Regions from separate parts of the Sus scrofa genome. Here region 2 is linked to region 1. A link is a contact called in public HiChIP or PLAC-seq data. All regions are on one chromosome and are shown on one strand. Each heading gives the region's core, a stretch centred on a gene start, on an enhancer-like site or on the middle of the called end of the contact. The rest is flanking DNA. Distances are from core to core; before and after follow the strand shown.

Region 1 (3,969 bases), core at 149-2,648:
TGTTGCTGTGGCTGTAACTATAGGCCGGCAGCTGCAGCTCTGATTCCACCCCTAGCCTGGGAGCTTCCATATGCCTCTGGTGTGGCCTTAAAAACAAACAAACAAAAAAAAAAAAAAGATGCAGAGGGGGAGGGGAGAGCAGGGAGGGACAGAAGCTGCCAGGATCTGAGATTCTGAGGATTGAGAAAAAAGGGTCAGTGTTTTGGAGGAGGTTGTGCTTGTGTGCAAAACAAGAGAGCTGTGAGACTGCCCGTACTTTTCTGAAACTAGGCTTCAGGCTGGAGAAACACCCTGGGTTTCCTGGACTTACCTCTGCCGCCTCCTCTGCTCCTCCCCACCTCTCATTTCAGAAGGGAGCTGGCCAGATGACAGGGTCACAAGGACGCCTCACTCAGAAACCCTGCCCAGGCCTCTCCAGGCTCACGGGGCAAACCGCAGTTTCGCTTGCTCACATGATGGGTTTCCCCCTCCCAGAGCTAATCAATCCGCCGGCACTGGGGAACGAGCACCCCAAAGCTCGAACCTCTCTGCCAATTTCGAGAGAGGAAGGGCTTTGCGGGGAGCTAGCTCCGTCTCCTTGAGACGACAGGTGGTTTCACTGCCACAGCGGCCGCTGAGCCCTCCCCCGTGGCCCCACTACTTCCTCAAGCTCCTCTTCATTCTCCGCCCTCCCTTCTCCGCCAGGCTCCACAGCGGGCCCTCCGCCTGCTGCTCTCACTTCCCCCTCCACCCCTTAGGCACCCGCCCCCCGCAATCAGCCCTCAGATCTGCTTCCCACGGAAAGCGCTCAAGGACTTCCCCCACCTTCCCCATCTCGCTAGTGACCGATGAGCGGGGTCTCCTAGTTCTCTCCTAAAGCCCTGACTCCCAATAGCCTCCCTTTCTCGCAACCCCTCCCAGAGGCTCCTGGAAAAAGGGAAAAAGAATGAACGTCCACCAGGTGCCCCCTCGGGACACTCATTGGGGGTGGGGTTGACATCAGTGTCCCCAGGCTGCAGAGGAAAGGGGTGCCCAGCATCTTGCCTGGAGTCAGCCAGTGGGAGGTCTGGGATCTGATGCCCCTAGGTGCCTCCTCCAGCTAAAATCCCTCACTCTCCTCCTTCCTCTGCAGGATCCTCATCCTCCTCTGCCTCTTCTTTTCTTGCAGTTCTTTCCCAAGGCCCTGTATTGGGTCTTCTCATCTCCACCTCCCTAGATATTTTCCTCTAAAACCGCAGCTTCTGTGGTCTCTACTTCCCCACCAGTAACTCCCAAGCCTCTTTCTGTTGCCCTGACCCCAAGCCTCAGCTCCAGGTCCTGCCATTTCCACCTTTCCGCCGGATGCCTCCACATGGATGGGCTGCTGACCCAGCCACCTGACTGGATGAGACGGAGCCCAATCTGACTCCCGCAAGCCGGCACTGCCCTCTGACAGCTGCCAACATGGTGGCCATCTGCTACCCACTCCCCTTCCATCCCACCTTCCGAATCCAAATCAGTCTCCCACTCCTGTGGATTCTGCCTCTGTCACAAGATTCCCCTCTTCTCTGTCCCTACTGCCTCAGCCTTAAGTGGCCTGAACAGTTGCAATCATGGTTCCTCTGCTTCCAGAAGCCGACTCCTCCAGTCTCCTCCCCACCTTGTGAAGGTCACATTGGGTCACTCTTCTCCTAGGGAATTCTAGTGATGCCCTGTGCTTACTGACAACAAGTTTCAACCCCAGACAGGCTCTCCACCTGCTCAAAGGGGCACCCTCTGCCCCTTTGAGCAGGTTCACTCCGCCCTCATCCCGGCCATGAAGCCAAGTCACTCTGCAAGGCTCAGCTCAAATGTCACCACCTTGAGAAGCCTTCGCCTTTCTTAATTGAAAGTAACTGCTGCTTCTTTTGAAATCCCTAAGTTCCTTTACGGGAACTACTGTAGAGTTATTTCCTGTTGTGACAGTGTTACACAGGGATTTGTAGTGTTTCTTTTGCAACTAGATCATGGGCCCCATAGATTCAAGAACCCTCTGTGAATTCATCCATTCCATACACAGTCCTCTGTACACAGCAGGCGTCCCAGTGGGTTGGCTGAACTCAAATGAAGACGACAGAAAGGCCACCTTTTGCTGGTGACCGAGTGCCCATGTTGAATCTAGAAAGCAGCACTAAAGTTATCAGAAAAAGCCACTTGGGTTCTAATCCATGTATATTCTGAACAAGGCAGGTTTAGATAATCAAGATATTTTGATTCTCATATTTTAGGGAAACAGAAAAAATTCAAGAAAGAAGAAATAAAATAATCCACTCACCTCTTCCCCTCTTCTACTCTATGCCTGATCAAAGATGATATTTAAAAAGTACTTTTCACAATTGTCTCTTTAAGTCATACTTGATACTAAGATAATGTAGGGCAGGCACCATCGCAGGCACTTGATTAATGTCATTCTTTTCATGAGAAAATCTGAGAAGATGGGTTTATACATCCCTTTCTAGAGATGTTAAGTGAGGCCCTAGGAGGTTAAACAACTCAGCAGAGACCTCACAGCTATTAAGTAAGGAGCCTAAAACTTAAATTCAAGTCTCTCTGACTCCACAATCCACGCTCCTCCCAGTGCCTAAGCACCTATTAGGTCCAAATTTAGCCCATGACATTCCCTTTCCCTGTCACCAATGTAGAAACTGGGACACAAAGAAAGAAATGGAACATAACATGTGGGACTTTCATTGCAAAAGTGGCTCTGGCATGGCCAGCCACTCGGGTCCAGAAGACAGACAGGCCCTGTTCTCCAGCTGCCTCTCACTACCCCTCACTGCCCAGCAACCAGATCCCAGTGCGAGGGGCCGGTGGGAAGGGGGGAGAGTCGGTTATGCTGAGGAAGCTCAAAGCTGGCCTGGACAGTGTCAAGCCCTCCCGCCCAGGAGAGGCATCCTCTGTCAGGACTATAAAAGCCCATTCTCTCCATCTACCACACGTGGTGTGTGAGCGGGAAAGAAAGGATTAAATTTCCCTGTTCCTAGACAGCCAGTCCACTCATTAGTGCTCTGCTTCCACCTCGGCCCAAATGGCACAGATCAGATGACAGACAGAGAAACCTAGTGCATTAGAGGATAAACCACAGACAGGACGAACCCTGGAGGGGAGGAGGGGTAGGAAGTGGAGGCCAAGGAGGAGCTGGTTCCCAGGGAGCTGGCACTTAGCCTTGGGGTCCAGAAGTTGGCAGACCCTCCAACATCTCCCGGCAAGGCTTGGCCTCATGGCTTCTGCCCAGACTTCTCATCACTCTGGAACACTTGCTCTAGGATAAGCCTGGACGTCGGGAACTAGGACCCGTGGCAATGAGTCTTTTCGGGTCAAACTCCGATGTAGCTGTCTCTGTCTCCCACTTCTTCAGACCCACCCACTCAGTGAGACAGGAACAAGCCACTGGCTTACAGATCTGTATCGGGGTCTCCTCCCCACCAGCCTTCCAGAGCTCTCCGTCTACCCTTTCTCTGAATCCCAGGGAAAGCTGGGCCTTCGTGAGCTGAGCCTGCTGCACGGACTGATAGGCCCCGGGACCCCTAACCCAGATGCTCTAATATTTAAAAGATAATGGAGTGTAACTGGCAGTTTGGGCGGTGTGACTGAATGTACCCCGCAGAGCCTCAAACCCCAAATATTAGCCTGCACTTACTGCTTGGGGCACCTGGGAAAGGCACCCCCTGCCTGGTTGCTAACTCACTCCCACTGTCCCATGCACGCTCCTGTGTTCTGACCTAGAAGGCAGCTAAAAGTGTGACCTAGAACAAGGCAAATGCAAATGCCAGGTAGTGCCTTTCCAACGCTTCCCTGCTTATTTTTATGCCACAGCTCCACTGGAGTTCTGGAAACAGACTGCTTTGCAGCCAAGGGCCCCTGACCTAATTCTTTATCTGGTTTTAACCAGATTAAGCCACGGGATAGCTCCCAGCTCCGGCTGTGGAGGTGTGCCAACAAAGCCACAGAGCAGAGCTGTTAAGCAAGGAG
Region 2 (3,648 bases), core at 1,101-3,600, 410 kb after region 1:
ACCACCTTTTCTCCCCTGCCTGCCCTACGTAATTCCCCACCCACCCCCCCCCTGCCCCTGTCCCTGCCCCCACCCCCACCCCCCCCGCCTGCTGAGCATCTCAGAGCCATCCAGGTCGTCACCTTTGTCTTTTTCTTCTTCGGCAGTGGAAGCAGCCCAACGCCTCCCTAGGGTCACCCTACAGTCTTTGGAAGGGGCCGAGGGCCACATGGAGTCGCCCTCCCCCAGTGGCAGCAGCAGCATGGCCCAGACCTGCCTTCCTGCAGCTCCATCCCTCGCCTTTGTCAAAGGGCAGTGTATGCTTATCTCCCGGGCGCGCTTTGAGGCAGACATCGGCTATTCCGAGGACCTGATCGCACTGTTTAAACAGATGGAGTCCAGAAAATACGGCAAGTAGCTGGCCTCTGCCTGACTCCCAGGATGCATAGTGGCCTGTGATCTCAGAGTAGGGTGTTTCCTCTCTTCAAATATTTAGAGGTGACTTTCTGGAAGAGCCTTCCTAACATGCTCCTCTTAGGGAGAAAGGTGCTCCCTAAATTGTTCCAGATGGTTGAACACTTGGTGGGGGCTGCCTTGTCCCAAAGAGAAGACTCCTTCCCCAGTCTCCTGGTCAGTGTCTTCTTGGTAGGAGCAGGTAAGTTCCTGCTTCAGCCACCTAAACACACCTGTTTGTATTTTGTCCCTAGTAGAACTCGAAAAACAGGTGTTTGCTGTAAAAACAGATGGCTTTGGGTAGACTAAACCAGCGGTTTTCAAACTTGAGCATGCCCCTGGACCACCTGGAGGGCTGAGCCCCATCCCCAGAATAAACACTAAAGCCTGGTTCCCACCCAGAGCTACTGATTTAGTTGACTTGAGGCAGAGCCTGGGCTTCAGGCTTTTTTAAAGATCTCAGGTGAGTTTAACCATAAGCCAGGATTGAAAACCACTGGCCAGAGGAGGCAGTTTTTATTTTTTATGCGGTTCTTCCAAAGCTGCCCCATCAAAATAAGGAGCAGAAGAATCCTGAACTTCTGGGTTTTGTTCTCAGCGTGGGCCATGTTGTTTTACCGAATAGCATGGCTTTTACAGATTTATATTCCTATTCTTGAAGTGGTTTTAGTGTTTCCCTAGGCAAGTAGAAAGTGAACCTTGAAAGCCTTCTGCCTTTGAGACATCACATTCAGGCAGCATCATGGACTGAGCCTCTGTGGGGTGACTTGTTCACGAGCTTTCATCAGGCTTAGGGGCTTCTTCAGGAGGGGGTGGCTGTTGCATTTTTAGCCCTTAGAGGGATGGTTCTGACTGGTGAGGGCAGAGCAGGCTGGTGGGTAGGGTTTAGGTATGGCATGCAGGGCCCAGCATGGGTCATGTGCCAAGCTGCTCACACGAGGGCTGGGGCCCATCACCTCCCCTGCTGCCCCTCGAATGTTCGGCTTCCGCTTGGGATGGGTCTCTTGTCAGAAAGCAGGTACCGATGACCTGTGTCTTCTGAAAAGTACGGCCTTTAAAATCTCACTCCTGATGTGACCTGCTGTCTGGGGAGGATTATGAACAGCAAAAATACTCACACCCAACCCCTCCCAAACCTGGACATCCAAAAACCATGATTGGACTTTTTTTTTTTTTTTGGCCGTATCAGTCATTCACAGACGTTCCCATTTACTGCCCTGCCACAGTCAAGATCAAGCTATTCTCACATCAAAAGTAGTCTCTTTGGAGTTTCCTGGTGGCTCAGTGAGTTAAGGATCTGGCATTGTCACTCCTGTGTGTGGGTTTGATCCCTGGCCCAGGAAACTTCCACATGCCTTGGGTGTGGCCAAAAAATGGTAGTCTGTCTGCATTTGATTTATCTGTCAGATTACATCTGGGCCACCTTACTTTTTTCCTGAAACAGACATACTGTGTCCGTGAGGCCTTTTCCCTACATACCTCGCTTCCTCAGTGACCATACAGAGAAGAATTAATTTTTGCTGCCAAGAGAGCTCTTATTGAGCTGATTCTTGCTTGATTTTCTCAGAAGATCAATTGGCAGGAAAACCGAAATAATTTGTCAATGTTGAGTAGATGCTCTTTCTTCTTAGTTGATGTATGTGTAGTTGATGCTGCAGTAATCAGATGTCACAGTAATAACAATAATAATAATTTATAATTGTTTTTGCTTTTTGGGGGTGCATTGTTTGCCAGACACTCTTTCATAAGTATTTTACGTTGAAATTTTATGTAATCCCCATAAGAACCCTCTGAGGCTGGGGCTATAGGATTCTCCTTTTTCAGATGTGGGAACTGAGGCACAGAGAAGTTACATAGCTTGCCCAAAGTCACACAGCCAGGAAGTGGCAGACCTGGAATTTCAGCACAGGCTGTTTGACCACTCTGACCACATGTAGCTTGTTTCCCCACTTAAAAAAATGGAGCGAATAATGGTGTCCAGCTTATTGTGTATTGAGGAGCTGAGGAGATGGTGCGTGTAAGTCTCTTGGTGCCAGGCCTGGCTTGCGGTGACCACCGAATAAGTGTAAGCTGCAGTCATTATCCTGACCTTGGAAATTCAGGGCACTTCTGACCTGCCGGGCCATCCCCAGTCCTGTGCGTCCCCACAGTACCCTTTTATCACCACCCGTACAACCCAGTGCTGTCCCCGGCCTGCCGTCTTTCCTCCCTGAACTCAGTGAAAGCCTCGAGGACAGGGACTCTCCACCCCTGGATCCTCAGCTCCAGGCACGTGATCAGCCGCATCACCCGAACCTCCTGGGGTTTATGAAACCAGGGGATGAACAAGTGTGGTGGCATTGCAGAAGGGCAGGGTGTCACGGTTGCTTTCTTGTTTCTTGTCATTGCAGATGTCAAGACCAGGAAGTGGAACTTTCTCCTGGAGGAATACAATAAACTAAGTGAGCTGCCCACCTTGCTTGCTTTATATTATGCTATTAATTAATTATAGTAATAATTATATTAACTTATGCTACTAATTAATGAATGAATTAAACCTTAATTATGTGCCTTAAATGTAATGTATTTTGAAAGACTCACCTCCCCTCCACTGCAGTGACTGCTTGCGTAGCTATAGGACTAGTAAACGGGCAGATAGTCTTAGGCAGCCCCTTGGCTGGGATGGCAGCTTGACAACACCCAGGCAAACACAGTTGGGAGAGATGGTAGTAGTCAGATTCTTGAGGCCCCTGAAACCTCCCACCCATCATAGAGGTATTAGAAGAGGATATGTGGACTTTGGGAATCAGAGGCGAGCTAAGCAGAGGTTTCCTTAGCTTAGATGGAAGCTATTTCAGAGTCTCTCTAAGAACAAGCTCTTGCTTTACTTCTAGAGCCAGATGGTCTGTGAAAGTCAGGGAGCCTTCGTGGTTATAGGCTTCATAATGGGCTGAGTTCTGCCAGAGGCAGAAGCCAAGACCAGGGCACTTAAGCATTTAGTAAGTGCTTTGGAGGCTGACCAAGGATAGGACTGTGTGTACAGATATAACTATGAGAAGGAGAAGCCATTTTGGGCTTATCACTTGACTTATCTGTCCTCTGCTTGGGTGGGTCAATGAATGAATTCCAATATGCCTCCGAAGGATGGGGGGTGGGTAGTGAGATCATATCTCAGCCTGTCACCCATCTTCCAGGCTGTCGAAACTGCAGTGGGTGTTGAGCTGGCACAACCTAGTT

What was found. HiChIP or PLAC-seq counts read pairs in DNA pulled down with a chosen protein or histone mark.
Region 2: an H3K27ac HiChIP or PLAC-seq map of alveolar macrophages shows a contact between it and region 1. The contact joins two enhancer-like sites. A contact is called at or near these places in 1 of 47 Hi-C or Micro-C datasets (embryonic fibroblasts) and 1 of 2 datasets of contacts at active chromatin or transcription factors (alveolar macrophages).

Annotation. Positions count from the first base shown.
Region 1 is chr15:118,222,688-118,226,656 of Sscrofa11.1, forward strand. All of the region lies in intron 2 of MREG (melanoregulin), which reads right to left. Among named protein-coding and RNA genes, the nearest start is that of MREG, 49 kb to the right of the region's middle. Within about 2 kb of position 1,399, at least 45 of the 83 cell types and tissues checked have an H3K27ac peak or open chromatin away from gene starts, as enhancers often do. A contact at or near this core is called in alveolar macrophages, where this site is marked.
Region 2 is chr15:118,633,736-118,637,383 of Sscrofa11.1, forward strand. SMARCAL1 (SWI/SNF-related matrix-associated actin-dependent regulator of chromatin subfamily A-like protein 1) reads left to right here. Exons shown (of 21, transcript XM_021076244.1): 7 at 147-389; 8 at 2,823-2,873. Among named protein-coding and RNA genes, the nearest start is that of SMARCAL1, 7.8 kb to the left of the region's middle. Within about 2 kb of position 2,351, at least 4 of the 83 cell types and tissues checked have an H3K27ac peak or open chromatin away from gene starts, as enhancers often do. A contact at or near this core is called in alveolar macrophages, where this site is marked.